Regions from separate parts of the Pan troglodytes genome. Here region 1 is linked to region 2. A link is a contact called in public Hi-C data. All regions are on one chromosome and are shown on one strand. Each heading gives the region's core, a stretch centred on a gene start, on an enhancer-like site or on the middle of the called end of the contact. The rest is flanking DNA. Distances are from core to core; before and after follow the strand shown. Region 1 overlaps LOC735584 (a long non-coding RNA gene). Region 2 overlaps LOC134810475 (a long non-coding RNA gene).

Region 1 (3,694 bases), core at 429-2,928, 110 kb after region 2:
TTCTCAGTAAACTATCGCGAGAACAAAAAACCAAACACCGCATATTTTCACTCATAGGTGGGAACTGAACAATGAGAACACATGGACACAGGAAGGGGATCATCACACTCTGGGGACTGTTGTGGGGTTGGGGGGAGGGGAGGGATAGCATTGGGAGATATATCTAATGCTAGATGACGAGTTAGTGGGTGCAGCGCACCAGCATGGCACATGTATACATATGTAACTAACCTGCACATTGTGCACATGTACCCTAAAACTTAAAGTATAATAATAATAATAATAATAAAAAGAAAAGAGTGCATAAATGCTAAGGATGTTCACAGGAGTATGAGATCACTTTTTGGGGGAATGGAGGTAGAGAGGGGTAGGAGTAAAGATAATCACGAAGAAGATGGCACTGAGTTGCAGCTTGGATTTGAACAAGCAGAAATGAGAGGTAATAATATGTTAAAGATTAAACTGGGCTCACCTTAGTATTCTTCCTAAAGCAGCAAAGTGGGCTAATAAATTACGTTCAGTTATGTTATCCTTGAGAGCAAAGACAATTTCATATACTTGTTTTTTATGCAACATTCACATTCTGGAAACATCCAGTAAATATTTACTGATTGAGAAAGGAGGAGAAAAGGGGGCAAGGTGGGCGAATAAGAAATATTAAATATTTCTTTGAATACTTAATTAGTTCAAACACACAGTTTGTTCCACATGCAGTCTGGTTTTACAATATATGTGAATTAAATCCTTCTAGTCACTAACAATCTTTCACTAAGTTGTATGTATTCTCTGCCCATAATACTGGAAGAATCTAGGTGAAAAAAAAATTGCCCAGTTTTTTTCTCTGCCCAATTTTAAATCTTTATGTGTCCAGCGATGTCTGCATTCAAAGTGATTAGGCCAAATCACTGTCTTATCAGTTTTACTCCCAAAACTAAGTACAAATCCATTTTAATCTATTTATCTGTACATCAAAAGATTTTTCTCCAGAAAATATTTTTTTTTTTTTGAGACAAGTCTCGCTGTGTCACCCAGGCTGGAGTGCAGTGGCATGATCTCGGCTCACTGTAACCTCTCCCTCCTGGGTTCATGCAATTGTCCTGCCTCAGCCTTCCGAGTAGCTGGGATTACAAGCATGCACCACCACGCCCAGATAATTTCTGTATTTTTAGTAGAGACGGGGTTTCACCATGTTGGTCAGGCTGGTCTCGAACTCCTGGCCTCAAGTGATCCACCCACCTTGGTCTCCCAAAGTGCTGGGATTACAGGTGTGAGCCACTGCATCTGGCCTACATTTGTATTTTAAAAAGGTAAAATTAACAAAAGGTGCCCATCTACGTAAAAGAGAAAAGTCAAAAGGAACCATCTACCTGCAAGGCAGCATGAATAAAAATGTAAAGGCAAACTTAACTGTTACAATAACATATCAGCTCTGAGTCTAAAGGAAAACGGGTGTTTGTCTAAGAAATGTGCTAGAGAGAACCAGCCAGTTTTAATGTGCCTTAAGCAATGAAAACCTGTTTCCTCCTTTCCTTCTTGTCCTTTTGAAAAGACAACATGTCACAGGGAGACGTTTTTCTAACAGCATCCATCCTGGTGACAAATGTTTGCCAAGGGTGGGGAGAGAGGAGGGAGGAAAGAAAGAAAAAGAGAAGGAAGACGCCATCTGCTGACGAAAGAGAAAAGAAGAGGAGGAGGAATTGGAAGGCGCCACTTCCGGGTCCGTGTCTGAGAAATACAACGTATCACCATAAGGCAGACTTCTACTCAATATAAGGAAGAACTTTATAATAATTGGAGGAATTCAAAGGCAGAATTGATCAGGGACCAAAGTTCAAGCAGGGGGTGGCGAGGTCTCCTCAGGCAGAATAATCTTTCGTAAGCTTCTCCCTCTTGAAGGAAGAACGGCCCCAGTTCAAGTAGAAGAAAATACTGTGCTTATTATTTTTCTCTAATTCTTAAATGTTTCAAATAGTCTCTATCTTGATAATTCACGATTCAAAGGACTGAGACTGAAACATCAAATAAGCAAGCACACAAATTTGCCTGACACCACCTGCCCCCACCCCTAGTCCCTGGGCCTTATTTCTGGGCTTGCTGCTGGGCTCTCCACGGGCAGCTGGCTGCCATCGCTCCGCTGGAGGGCGGTACCATGAGCACGGATGGGGCCCACATGGCAGGCAAAGCACTGGAAATTGATGCCGCACCCCGCTGCTGCCTCTCAGTCAGCAACTGGCCAAAGCTGATGTGTAAGTGACCCATGTGGGCTAACACTGAGGCCTGGTCCTTACACTGGCTCCCAGAGTGTCCAGCAAAGTTAGGCTCCAATTGTTTCCCTATCTCGCTTCCCTTAAAATGTTTCTTTCACCTTCCAAACAGATAACATACATCTCTGTCTCAGCGGAACTCAATCCAAGAAAACACCTCACACCATGATGATATAAAGATGACATAATCTACAAATCATTGAAGATTCTCATCTTGGTTTCTTAGATTTTCTAGCCACATATTTTAGACTCAGTTTTGTCACACAGTAACACAAAATATACAGGTATTTATACAACAAAATATTAATATAAAACAAGTTATCAGTCCTATGTTTGTGAAGACTAGAGAGTCCACTAGACTCATAAAAGGAATGATGAAGAATACTATCATTTCTTTCCATTTTTTCAATTCTGAGAGCGAGTGACTTTGAAGTCAAAAAGACAAAAATCACTGCAGTATAATGAAAAGAAATTCTAAAGCACTATTTTGTTATGTGGAGAAGTTCACTTTCACAATTACTAAAGGCTTACTGTGTGTTTCAGACGCTGTGCTTGGTCCTACCTAAAATACAAAATCAAGACCACCCAGGCCCTGCTCTAAGGAAGTCACTCTCTAGAAAGGGACAGAGACATGTAAGTAAATAATTCCACTCGAGTGTAATAAGTGCAATCATTCAGCCTTGGACAAAGACACTAGAGGAAGGTCTGTCTGTAGGGGGAAAGGTCAAAAAAGGTTTTGTCATTTAGTATCATGTGAACAAGGTTCCCAAGGATTCCTCTAAGAGCTGACTGGGGACTCCAGGAGCGAGAGGGAACACACGGGGTAGAGACTCAGCCTGGGAGGAAGCAGAAGGGTGAAGCAGCTTTGTGCATTCATCTCTCCCTGGCTTCAGTTCAACAGATGGAAAATTAATAGGCATATGAAAATAAATAATTTTTTCTTCTAGATTATAAGATCCTCATGCTACATCAATAATTACTTACTTGACAAAAGTCAGAGACATTTCTGTCTCAGAAAGAGCCTCTAAAATGCTGTGCCCTCATGAGTCACCCTGGTAGCATAAATCAGAGAAAAACTATCTGACTCAAATTACAGTTACTGTAAAAGTTCATTATTACTTACTAAAAGCCCTCAGGTCTACAGCCATTGGGGGGTTGGGGGGGGGGGAAGCCTCCTATTTTTAGAAATAAGACTTATTTTCTCATCTTCTGCATGTTTGGTTTAATTTAAACTTATTCTTGGAGTTTCAATAGACATTGATGGCTATGGTCCAGTTGCTGAGGCAAATCTCTCTTTAACTCTATGGGAGGTGAGAGGCTCCAACGGGGACCAGACTTTGGAAACTGTACACCATCAAGGGTTTGCCATTAGAGGATTTCTCTTGTCTAACAGAAACAGGGCAATGCTACAACCTTGTGATTCTTTTCCT
Region 2 (4,251 bases), core at 468-2,967:
CAAAGATATTCTACTCTATTGCTTAACTCGTGACCTTGAAAAAACTCCACCTTTCCTGCCAGCAGCTCCACTGCATCCACCTGTCCCTACAGGTAGTAAAAGATTAGACAAAACAGAACCACGTTTACACAACACACTTCCGAGCCTCTCTTCCTTCTAGGCCCTGTCCCACCCCCACTCCAAGGTCGAAGTTCATTTCTTGCAGGCTTCACTTTTCAGGATTAACCAACACTGTGCTTTTTCATTCTGCTCAACACCAGTCCTTTGGCCTCACAGTGCTCGCCTGTGTGGAACACACTGCAGCCACCAGGTCATCTGCTTTAGACCCAGCTCCATGTCAAGTCCTGTTATGGTCCCTCGGGCATATTGTCATGCTCCTGGGCACCTGAAAACTGACAACTGGTTTCAAATTTCTTACAATTTGCTTTTCTGGTCTATCCTTATTTATTCCCCTCACAGTGACATTCACAGGAAGAGGAAGTGGCAGGCAGTCTCTTGGGGACGGGTCTCTCCTGAATACCTGGGGGGATGCCCTGGGCTGGGGAACCTCACAGGGGCTCATCAAGAGGTTCCAGGAGACAGAGTTCGAGACCAGCCTGGCCAACATGGTAAAACCCCGTCTCTACTAAAAATGTAATAATCAGCGAGGCATGGTGGCTTGCACCTATAATCTCAGCTACTTGGGAAACTGTGGCAGGAGAATTGCTTGAACCCGGGAGGCAGAGGTTGCAGTGAGTCGAGATCGTGCTACTGCACTCCAGCCTGGGCAACAGAGCTCTCAAAAAAAAAAAAAAAAAAAGACATTCCAGAAGACTTCTGAAGTGGAAGTAGCCACCACACAGCTGCACCTGCCACCTCCTTCCCCACTCCAGGGCCTTTGAAATGTGCTGCTCTCTCTATGCCGAGAGCTCTCACCCCTACCCCCTGCACCCACACATTCCTGCTCATCTCTTAGCTGAGACCTTGGAAATCACCTCCTCAGGGGACCACTGGGAAGAAGGTCCTTTTCATCTGAGTGCCTTCCCCTCAGGGATGATTTTTCTTGGGCCATTTTTTTTGGTATGTGTTTACTTAGGTTCCATGATGACAGAGACCATGCCTGTGTTTTCATCACTATCGTCTTCACCTCACTGCCAACCAGTGCCTGGCACACAGTAGGTGTTCAAGAAAGGTTTGCTGAATAAATGGATGAACAATGACATCAGCCTACTTTGACCTCTTGAGTTCCTCTGATCTCTGAATGTTCTGGAGCAAGGACCTTTAACAGCATCTCCATCTCTTCCTGGCCTTGCCGCCCCACCCAGTAAAACCATAATACTTGCTGGTATAGCCTCTTCCTGCAAATAAAAGTACAAAAGGAGTTCAGAACGGACACTCCAAACAAAGGGATTTATGACCTTGGTCTCATGTTCTCTTGTGGTGGTAAAATTCACTTTTCTATGAAATTAAAAATTCCTCCCTTGAACAACATTGCCAGAGGTCCCCAGAACAAGGCAAAACTGGGTATTCAAAACTTTTTAAGTTTAGGAAACGCTGCCTGGAATCTCTATTTCTCCCTCCTCTGGTTGCATTCTATTCCTCAGGTTATGTGCTTATGAAATTCGTATCTAGCTCTGTGCCCAAAGATGCTTCCAGCTCGCTTGCTTCCCCTGCTCCCTGCTCCCCGCAGGCCTGCGGAGAGCACCGCCCCAGTCTGCTATTAAGATCTGCTCAACTGTTTAATTGCACAGCCCGTCCCAGCAGCAACCTCTCCACAGCCTCTCACTTGCCAACCAACTGGCCGCCCACTCACATTCTCTTGCTGGCTTGCTCACTGCCCAAACACACACCCCTCCCCCCAGTTCATCTCTTACCCACTAACACAACGAAGATCCGACTTATCCAATTTGCTGACGTACTTTACCTGAAGCCCCACCCACCCCCCTCCACTTTTCCAGAGTTCTACCCACAAGAAAAGGAAAGCAGCCGGCCCGGTCTAAATACAAAAGATTTACTGTCAACACCTTGAAACTTGGAAAGGGTCCATTACATGCCAGCATCAGACTTTTGGTGGAGAAGCGCGGTGGTGGGGAGGGTAGGAAGATGCTAAGAAGAAAAGACGAAGGGGAAGAGGGAGATGAAAATCCATCAGTCCTCCCTCTGAGTCTAGTTGGCCAGGACAAGGACGACACAGGACTTTTGTGAAAGATTCTGGAAATATTTCAGAGAGTTGCCTTGAGAATATCCACATGGCGGTACATAGGGCATAAAATCTGGGTTCGAAGACCTGAGCCTGAGTCCTGGCTTTCCACCTGCTAACCACATCCCTGCCATCAGGGCAGGCTGATGTTTCCTGGTCAGTACAACAGGGATGCAGAAATCTATTTTGCAGAGTTGCCGGGAGGATCAAATGAAGTTACGTGTGTGAAAGCATCTTGTAAACTGTAAACACTAGACATGGTATACATTAGTTTTTGGTGTTACCCAGTAGGTCATTTCTCTCTCTCAAACATTTATTCTCTATCATGTGTCCGGGTGTTTATCCAAAAGTAAACACTACGTAATCATGGCATCATGGTTTTGTTTTATTTTGAGATGGAGTCTCACTCTGTTGCCCAGGTTGGAGTGCAGTGGCGCAATCTCTGCTCACTGCAACCTCCGCCTCCCGGGTTCAAGCAATTCTCCTGCCCCAGCCTCCCGAGTAGCTGGGACTACAGGCGTGTGCCACCACACCCAGCTAATTTTAGTATTTTTAGTAGATGGGGTTTCACCACGTTAGCCAGGATGGTCTCGATCTGACCTTGTGATCCACTTGCCTTGGCCTCCCAAAGTGCTGAGATTACAGGCGTGAGCCACGGCGCCCGGCCCTAATCATGGCTTTTAAGGGGTCAATGCAAGCCAGGGAAGATGGACAAAAAGAGGAATTACAGAACACAGTATGACACATGTACAACTGGGTAAGCAGAAAGGGCTGTGGAAGCACCCAAGGGGCACCTAGCCCAGCCCTTAGGAGTCAGCAGAGGCTGCCTGGTGGAGGTTTCATCTGAACAGGTGCTCTGAAGGGACAGTAGCCATTGGCCAGGAAGAGGGAAGGAAGAGCTTCCAGGCAGAGGACAAGCATGATGGGCTTCATTTGGCTGCACCAGAGATCAACAAACAATGGTAAGGATGGGGGGAGTCCTGAGAGGTAAGACCAGATCATGAAGGGTGTCTTGAGCCCTGTCAAGACATTATGAGGTCAACCAAGCAACAATAACATCACAAGACAACAGGTTTCTTTCTGGGTCCTGACAGTGTATGTAAGTTATGCGGCTTGAACTTACTGGACGGCATTAATGAGCTTCTGTTCATGTCTAATAAGGAAAAAAGAGGGTTCTATCATGGGTTATGCCACATTTGTTTTTCTTGGTAGTTGGGACAGTTGCTTTGTTAATTGCCTTTTTTGAACATACTCTCCTATACCCACAGCACATTTGCTGGAGTCATGGGGGTGGGGTGTGATAATCTGCACTATTCATGAGCTGTGGCCAGGTGATCCAGCACAAAGATGCCCAGCTGTGGGGAATACATTCATTCTTCCCTAACACATTAAAACCACAACCAAGGAAAGCTGGCTGAATAAAACTGAGTGGCCCCAAGGATACAAACACCTCCAACACGAGTCATTTATTTATGAAAAGTGAATAGGATACAAATTAAAAGCTTGGGCGCAGGAGCCAGACTGCTGTGACTTGAATCCTGGCTCCTCCATTTCCAACTTCCCCCAGCCTCAGTTGTCTATCTGTAAAATGGGTCTCATAGTAGGATCTGCCACACAGGATTGTGTATTAAAAGAGATAATCAATATCGAGTATTTGGCACAGTGCCTGGCACATGGGGCTCCCAACACATGGTGTTGGTGGTGTTCCTATTTGTTGTTTTTCTCTTGTAGCAATGCTGAATCCAGTCTGCTCCCACTTATAGTTTACATGATGGAAGAATTAGAGACTTGAACACAGAAATGAATTATCCCTGTTAACCCTAACCCCAGAACACTGAGGCCACAGGAAATACAACCGCAGTGACCTGGACTTCTGCGTTAGTCATGATCAGTACGTATTAGGTCACAGCTAGTCTACGCTTTATCACATGGTGGTGACATTCCAGTTTCATATGAGAGGGCTCTCAGTTAAGTAAGTGCACTAAAAATGCATACTGGAAAACACCCGTGATCTATCTAAAACATTGTTCCAGTGCCCTCGTTTTTTTGTTTTGCTTTTTTTTTTAAATCCC

The links. Hi-C and Micro-C count contacts between places; a contact is called where the count stands out from the background.
Region 1: a Hi-C map of stem cell-derived neural progenitor cells shows a contact between it and region 2, with 4 times the contacts expected there. The contact joins two enhancer-like sites. A contact is called at or near these places in 2 of 7 Hi-C or Micro-C datasets (induced pluripotent stem cells and stem cell-derived neural progenitor cells) and 1 of 1 other capture datasets (stem cell-derived neural stem cells).

Annotation. Positions count from the first base shown.
Region 1 is chr6:146,369,588-146,373,281 of NHGRI_mPanTro3-v2.0_pri, forward strand. The region is part of intron 3 of LOC735584 (a long non-coding RNA gene); the gene reads right to left. Among named protein-coding and RNA genes, the nearest start is that of MKLN1, 100 kb to the right of the region's middle. Within about 2 kb of position 1,679, at least 6 of the 24 cell types and tissues checked have an H3K27ac peak or open chromatin away from gene starts, as enhancers often do. A contact at or near this core is called in stem cell-derived neural progenitor cells, where this site is marked.
Region 2 is chr6:146,263,849-146,268,099 of NHGRI_mPanTro3-v2.0_pri, forward strand. LOC134810475 (a long non-coding RNA gene) reads left to right here. Exons shown (of 5, transcript XR_010158680.1): 5 at 1-4,251. All of the region lies in intron 7 of LOC735584 (a long non-coding RNA gene), which reads right to left. Among named protein-coding and RNA genes, the nearest start is that of MIR29B-1, 24 kb to the left of the region's middle. Within about 2 kb of position 1,718, at least 6 of the 24 cell types and tissues checked have an H3K27ac peak or open chromatin away from gene starts, as enhancers often do. A contact at or near this core is called in stem cell-derived neural progenitor cells, where this site is marked.